Regions from separate parts of the Anser cygnoides genome. Here region 1 is linked to region 2. A link is a contact called in public Hi-C data. All regions are on one chromosome and are shown on one strand. The core of a region is the stretch at or near the end of the contact, and the rest is flanking DNA. Distances in the headings are between cores, read along the strand shown. Region 1 holds the start of TP53BP2 (tumor protein p53 binding protein 2). Region 2 holds the start of DISP1 (dispatched RND transporter family member 1).

Region 1 (3,913 bases), core at 1,197-3,696, 370 kb after region 2:
CCCACACCAAACTCTTTCAATTTCTTTGTAAAGAGAAATGAGAATGAGTGCAGCCAAAAAAAAAAAAAAAAAGCATAGAAAATAAGAGGATTTGAAAATCTGCATAAATACTTCATTAAAATACTACAAATTACTTTGGGCATTATCTCTTCCACACTTTTGTATCCATGTGAGTATATTTACTATAAAATGATGTTTTCAAAGCAGCAAGTAGCTGTTTAGGCACCCTACAGCCAACGGACCAGAAAACTTTTGAAATACCCTTTTGTACTCTAATTGTTGGAAACCATAACTCTCTGAAGACTATACCAAAATTCAATTTGTTTGGGTTTTCAGTTTGATTTGGTTTTGGTTTTTTGTTTTGTTTTGAAATAGGTGGATTAAAGTAGTAATATTCATAACACTTGTGTTTTTAATTCCTGTAGTCACATTCAACTTTCGCCAATCTTTTATTATCCACAGTAAGTGCGATGTGAAAAGGCTGTATCCGTCCCTTTGTTTAGGGGTTAAAAACCAGAATCACTAATGAGTTGAGTCATCTGCCAAAGAAAAGCCTGAGCCACAAGGGCAGTGCGTGCTCTGGAACTTGCCACCTGCCCGTGCTGATGGGCTAACACTGCTCCTGCTTGTTTTCTCCCTTATTTGAGCTCAGTGGCATGGAACTGGCCAGTAGCAGCACCTCTTGGAGGTTTTGATTTTATACAAGGGTGCCTACCTAGCTCGGTTTCGACGTGGGTTGAATTAACACCTCGTTATACTTACTGCTTGTTTTCTTTTGAGTTTTCACGTGTAGACAACACCACAGTTGCACAACACGTTGGCTGTTTCACCTGCAGTTAAGCTCATATTTTGTCTGTTCCTCCCTCATCAGTTACAGCAATAAAGTCACCCAGCCCAGTCTTCGGTGTTCCATGCGATTAAATTATCACTCATTATTTCCTCCTAATTGCGCAGGAAGAACCTCACGCCGATAGTAAAACAAGGAGGTCACAGCATCCCTGCAACACCCTTGCCCTTACAGCACGGATTCTTCACCTCCTGGTACAGACAGATCATCCTTCGCCGGCTTCAGCCAGCTCCTGGGAGAGTTAAAATGGAAATACCCTTTAATAAAGGGGTGCTCTTCATGGGCTAGCTCTGCCTGCAGAGCTACTAGCTGCCGGCAGCTGTAAGGCAGGCCGTGCCGCCGGGGGGGGGGAACATTTTGAAGCACCCTCAACTCGGACTAAGCGGGTGTTGAGCTCGCTGACGGTTTCTGTGCGTTTTTTTTAACCTCTCAGAACAACACGGACGCACTCGGAGACAGGCACCTGAAACGCTAAGTACCCTGTGCCGTCGCCTTTACGCATTTTGCGCCGAGGATCGCACGAAGCCGTCGTGCCGAGCTTCCGTCCAACGACAGCTGGCTGGAGCGGCGTGCTTTCAAAGCCCACCCCGCAGCTCCCCCAGGGACGCGGTGCTCCCCGTCCCTCACGGGGTGCCCGCACAGCCCCCCCGGCACCGCGGCCCGGCCCCGGGAGCGCCGCCTCACGCCGCCGCCAACATGGACACCATCTTCCGCCGGGAGCTGGGAGACAAAGCCACCCCCCGCCGGCAGACGCGGCACTTTCCGAGCCAACTTTTAACAACTTTTATCACAAGATTTATTACTTGTTTTTTTTTTTTTTTTTTTAATAAAGCGAACAATAAAGCAGCGTGCAGAGGCGCCCGCTCACGACGCGGCCAGCAGCCCCGGCGGGACAGGAGGGGCGAGGGGGGGGGAAAAGTTTGCGCGCGGTGCGGGGCCCGCTCCCTCCCCCGGTTGCCCCCCGGCGCTGGCTCCGCTCCAAAAAGCCCGTCTAACGAGTCGGGCCCAGCGCGAAAGAGCAAGAAAATCTGGAGAGAAGGAAGAAAAAAAGACACCGAAAACACAAAGGAAGAAAAGCAGAAGGGGGAGGGGAAGTCCCTGCCCGGGGCCGAAGAGGGGAGGGGAGGGGAGGCAGGGTCTCCCGGAGCCCCGCGGGATCCATTTTCTCCCCCGCTCCAACTTTCCCCCGGAGCGGCGCCGTCCCCCGCGCCCTCCCGGCACTCACCGGCATCATCTTGGAGCCGAACCGCATGGGGGCGGCCGGTGCCGGCCCCGCCGCCCGGAGCGGGAGACCGCCGAGCTGGGAAGCGTAGGGCCTGCGCTGCCGCCGCCGCCGGGACGCGCGGGGGGAACCTGTTGCGGGGCCGCCCTGCCCGGCTTCGCTGCGCCGCCCGCCCGCTCCTCCGCTTTGTTCCGCCCCCGGCTCCGCTCCGAAGCGAACCCCGAGCCGGCGAGGAGGAGCCGCCGCGCCGTGCAGCGCCCCCCCGCCTCGCCTCCCTCCTTCCCTCCCTCCCGCCTCCGGGAGGGGCCGAAAGTCCGGGAAAGCCGCGTTCGTTCGGGCTGCCCGGGGCGAGCCCGTGAATGTTAGATCGGCTCGGGGGGTAGAAGTTCGGCTCCCCGGGGGCGCCGTGCGGAGGGCTCGGAGGAACGGCGGGCAGCGCCGGCAGCCGTCGCGGGGCCCGGCAGGGGAACCGGCTCCGGCTGCTCCTCCTACTGGTGTTCAACCTTCCCCGTAACGAGACGGGGTGGAGGAGGACCAGAAGTTCCCGGGTGAGGGGAGAACAAAACCCAGGCCGAATTTGTATAAACGTTTATTTTCTAAAGCGGTTAAAACAAGGCGCCCCGCGCCCGGCCGGAGGGCGGCGGGGCCCCGCGGCGTCGGGGTTGGGGCCGGGGTTGGGGCCGCCCGCTGGGCCCCGTCCCCCTCTCTCCCCGCCCGGCCCCGCTGCCAGGGCCGGCCAATGAGGCGGCGCCGCCAGGGCCATGACATCACCTCCCGCACCGCCCATTGGGCGCCGGGTGACACCAGCCCCACGCCCGCCGAGGGAATGGAGCCCCGAGGGGTGCGCGCGGTGCTCCCGGTGTAGGTCCGGGTCCTGTGAGGCGCGGGCTGCGAGGGGGGCTCGCGGTGCCATCTGGCAGCGCGCTTCGGAGAGCAGCTTCCCTCCCGCAACGCTCAGCGGGTTTGCAGGTGAAATAGGGTCACGGAAACGGAGAGGGAGAGGGGAGGGGAGGGGAGGGGAGGGGAGGGGAGGGGAGGGGAGGGGAGGGGAGGGGAGGGGAGGAGAGGACGAAAGGAAAAGGAAAGACAAAGAAAAGAAAAGGAAAAGGAAAGGAAAAGGAAAAGAAGGAAAAAGAAAAGGAAAAAGAAAGACAAGGAAAGGAAAAGGAAAAAGACAAGGAAATGAAAAGGAAAAGGAAAAAGACAAGGAAAGGAAAAGGAAAAAGACAAGGAAAGGAAAAGGAAAAGGAAAAGGAAAAAGAAAGGAAAAGGAAAAGGAAAAAGAAAGGAAAAGGAAAGACGAGGAAAGGAAAAGGAAGGCAAGGAAAAGGAAGACAAGGAAAGGAAAAGGAAAAAGACAAGGAAAAGGAAAGATGAGGAAAAGGAAAAGGAAAGACGAGGAAAGGAAAAGGAAGACAAGGAAAAGGAAAGATGAGGAAAAGGAAAAGAAAGACGAGGAAAAGGAAAAGAAAGACGAGGAAAAGGAAAAGGAAAGACGAGGAAAAGGAAAGACGAGGAACGGAAAAGGAAGACAAGGAAAAGGAAAGATGAGGAAAAGGAAAAGGAAAGACGAGGAAAAGGAACAGGAAAATAAAGACGAGGAAAAGGAAAAGGAAAGACGAGGAAAAGGAAAAGAGACGAGGAAAAGGAAAAGGAAAGACGAGGAAAAGGAAAGACGAGGAAAAGGAAAGACGAGGAAAAGGAAAAGGAAAAGGAAAGACGAGGAAAAGGAAAAGGAAAAGGAAAGACGAGGAAAAGGAAAGACGAGGAAAAGGAAAGACGAGGAAAAGGAAAGACGAGGAAAAGGAAAAGAAAGATGAGGAAAAGGAAAAGGAAAAGAAAGA
Region 2 (4,012 bases), core at 316-2,815:
ACAGGAAGATCTCTTCTTAAATTCACTTGCTCTTTCCCATTTACTGTTGCATTCCTGGCATGCTGCTTCAAGCCCGAGTCTTGACAGAGTTAAATATGTCAACTTTCACAGCATTTTTTGTCTGATCAAGCACAAGTTATTGGGCTGATACAGCAGATGTTGCTGGCATTTAGGATGAAATCTGAGCCAGAATGCAGAATTATAATGAGCCTTTAATAAAAACCATGTTGAGTGAAGAGGGAGAGGGAGGGAATCAGTGTCTCTGACTCAGGCTGCCAACCCTGACTCCCAAACCCTGGGTGTTTCACATGCTTCAGAGTGACCTTTAAAGAACCAATTATTCTCACAAAGGGATTAAAACCTAGCAGCCTGTCGTGTGCAAGGGATCACTGCAGATTTTCTAGTATTTTGTTCTGGTCTTAAAAATCATGAATATGTAGTTTTACATCAACTGCAATAGTAAGCCCTCAAAGGTTAGGCAATACCATGTCTGCGAGTAACAATGGAACTGTATTTTGGCCCATTCTGTGTGCTAAATGAGGCAAAGATGCTTTTGGACGAAACGGGGCATGATCATGCAATTAAAAACTAACACACATGTGCAAGGCAGCACAATTATGACTGTGGCAAGCTTTTCCTGGGATTTCAGCACTTGATTTGTTTATCCAGATGCTCCTTGCTATGTGTAATTTCATATACACTACTAGGTGGTGTTTGTGTGTGTGTTTTTGTTGTTTGTTTGTTTGTTTGTTGTTGTTGTTGCTTTTGAAAGAGTACATACAGTGTGACTCTTCAGGCCCCGTTGTGGTGGGCAGAGAAGGGATTTGTGAAGATGAGTTATATCTGGAAGGAAACAGCCCTGGGATTGTTGGGGATTTGGCTGCTGGATCCATGACCAAGGGTTGCCCAAGCTAACCAAGGGCCCTCATCACGGCTTTTTTATTCCTGCTCTTCCCAACATCTCTGACATGTTCCCTGTCTCACCATGGTGTGAAGGTCCCTCTGAGACCAACCCCAGTCTGAGAGACTTGGTCTCATTTCTTTACTTGAAATTCCTCAGGAAAATCCCATGTCTTCAGATGGTAAAATTACATTCTTTTCCTCGTGGTAATTTTCTTACTGAAAAAGCATTCTTTTAACCCCTGGTATGACTTTCCATCTGTTTAGATCTCTGCTTAAAACTGTGAATGTTATAGCACACTGAGATACCCTTTCTTGGGAGAATATTAGAAAACAACTATTTACGCGCACCTTGTGGCATGCTGTTCCTATTTGGTGCTTTACGCTTGCCGCTCCGACAGAAAAACTCACGTCAGGCTTTTGCTTCAGAACCATGTTCCTTCATTTTTATAGGTATTGGGTAAGTACTTGAGGGCAGCCCATGAACTGATAGACTCGCGGCCTATTTTTTTTTTATTATTTTTTGTTTTTTCCTTGGGTCGCCGCGAACCCCAAACTGTCGAGGGCGTCAGCTCCCCCCCCTCAGCGCGCCCCGCGCCGCACTCAAGATGGCGACCGGCAGCCGCCGCGCTCAACATGGCTCCCCGCCCCGCGCCCGCCCCGCTGGCGGTGACTTCCGTCCGTCCCATGGTAACTGCGCCACGGCGGAGACGCCGCGGATCCCCCTCCCTTCCTGCCGCGACACCGGGCTCAGGCGGGGCGGCCGCGGCTGCCTCGGGGACCCCGCCGCGGGCAGCCCACAGGTAGGCGCCGCCGCCCTCTCCCCTCAGCGCGGAGGGAGGGGAGCCCGCCGGGGCGGTGCCGGTAACGGCCGCGTCAGCGCAGCTGGCTGCGGGGGCGCCGGCGGCTCCCGCCGCCCTCGGTCTGTCCTCGGGCAGCCGGTAAAGCCGATTCTCTTCAGGAGCGGGAGGAAGAGTTAGCTGCAGTTACTTGAGGCGTGCGTCTGTAGGGCGTGCGTGTTTTAAGTGAACAAAGGCTGTCTGATCAGAATTCCCAGTAGCCTGTTGAACAGCTGTAGAACTGCCGGCTTTGACAAATGAACAAAAGAGCTCCTGTTACAAACCTGTAAAACAGTAACGAGGCATTTAGGATCCTAGTGCATCCAAATTATCAATGGGCTTGTTATTAAACGTGCTCAGATTTAAACGTGTGGACTGGTAGAACTGCAAGAGAAGAAGGGGGCAAGGAAAAAGTTGGGACAGGTGAGGACGCAGGATCTTTTTGAGAGAGAATTCCTAACTGGCCAAAGGGACAGGAGCCAGAAGCAGCCAGCCTGCAGTTGTGGAAGAGATCAAGTGTGAAACAAACAAGGGGGATAACTTGTCATTTGCAGTGGGGAAATGTTTATTAGAAAAATATAGATACTTTAAATATTAGCATTTATAGGCTTTTGCTGTGACTACTTAAGTTTGTGGTAACTAAATTGTTGTCTGTAACAAATAATGTTTATAAACGTTTACTCAAAGGAAAATATATAATAAATATAACTTGTGTTACTTTAGTTTTCCAGCAGCTCCTAGCAGCTGCAGCTAGTATTTAGAAGATGCAGTGCTGATTGCTGAAGGTACACATGAACTGAGATACAAATTAATAAGTTTAACCACCACCACCAAAAAAAAAAAAACAACTTAATGCTTTACTTAACATTAAACTGGAAGCTTACCCAACACAGCAGCCTTTGCCCCAAGCATTCTGTTTAGGGACAAAAATGTATGCCATGGCTGTTGTATTAGGTATTTTAGAAATCATTAAGTAAAAGGCAAACCTGAATTGTACAGGAAGATATCCTGCTTTACAGTGAAGTGAGCAATATCCTGTAGTAATATAATAGCCTAATTTGAGAATACTGTTATTTTGAGGCTGAAAGCTTAAACGTGTCGCATCAGTTAAAAGCAGGTGGATGTTGAAATGAGGGCCTGATACTGTAGTGGTGCAAAATATGGAAGACCACATTAGGATCTGAGACTCTATAGCATAAATCAGGAAGCTTTTTTCCATTTTGGGGCCATTGTCTGTATGTAGGAAGTAAAATGCGGCCGTTGGGTTTTTCTTTTTTTTAATCTGCTTTTGAAAATCACTAGAGCAGATTTAAGGCTGTTTCTGCGTTATAATTTGATAAACCACCAGTGGTTGTTCACCTGCTCTGAGCCTGGAGGAGAGTCGTGCTGGTTTGGGCTTTCCTGCGTGTACACCAGTGGCTTTGCCTTTTCTGGCTAATTAGTTGATGAGACATGACTTCAGGAGGAAGCTTGCTTGTTCTTAATTTTAAAGCATTGCTGAGAAAGTAGTTTTTTTTCTTTAACTGGCTTTTCTTTTTCCCTTACCTCTTCTTTCTGAATCTGCTACTGTTACCAAGTCCTGATTCTGTTGGAGAAAGCCACGTGAAGCTGTTTTTGACTGATCAGAGCATTACTGTAGCAGGAACAAAAGATGTTGATAGGGGGAGAGCAGTCCCAAAGGGCCCTGAGAAGAAAGAGATGGAATTCAGCTTAGTAGCCTCCAAAAAAATCTTCTCATAGAAGAGGTGAAAAATAAGACTATAAAAGAACAAAGGTAAAAAGAACATGTGAAAACACTTAGTTCTCATAATGTTACCCTTTCCCATGAGGAGACTTTTTGAATGGCTTTCATAGTAATGTTTCTCATATGTTAACCATAGATTTGAGCAGTAAGCTTTACTTTTCCTCTAAGCCTTTAACAGAGATGACTGATTTATTAGCTTTGGTAGAAGTATAGAATTACTTTCAAACTTTGAAATACATAATAAGCACCTCAGATAATTAGCAAGCATGCTGCTATCTCTCTTCAAAGTGATCAATGGAATTAATTTGGTTTTGTAACCATGGCTATTTTCTTGTTCAGTGACCATATGGTATTTCTGAGTTTAGTGTGGCTTCCTGTGAGCAGCTTTTACAAAGTCAGCTGTGCCTTGGTGTGAAGTGCAACAAAAATTAAACACTCCTGGAAGGTGTGAAAATGCTCTTTCTGATTTAAGGAGGAAAAAAGTGATTTTTCTTATGTCCTAAAAAAGCAGGTTGCTTTTACTGCTTGG

Evidence for each region. Hi-C and Micro-C count contacts between places; a contact is called where the count stands out from the background.
Region 1: a contact with region 2 is called in a Hi-C map of liver, with 2.3 times the contacts expected there. The contact joins the promoter of TP53BP2 here to the promoter of DISP1 in region 2. A contact is called at or near these places in 2 of 7 Hi-C or Micro-C datasets (both in liver).

The regions. Positions count from the first base shown.
Region 1 is chr3:24,309,054-24,312,966 of Taihu_goose_T2T_genome, forward strand. TP53BP2 (tumor protein p53 binding protein 2) reads right to left here and starts at 2,447. Exons shown (of 18, transcript XM_048057482.2): 1 at 2,073-2,447. The coding sequence starts at 2,099. It overlaps LOC136790354 (a long non-coding RNA gene), which reads left to right and starts at 2,447. Exons shown (of 2, transcript XR_010830121.1): 1 at 2,447-3,038.
Region 2 is chr3:23,940,861-23,944,872 of Taihu_goose_T2T_genome, forward strand. It overlaps DISP1 (dispatched RND transporter family member 1), which reads left to right and starts at 1,566. Exons shown (of 9, transcript XM_066993688.1): 1 at 1,566-1,703.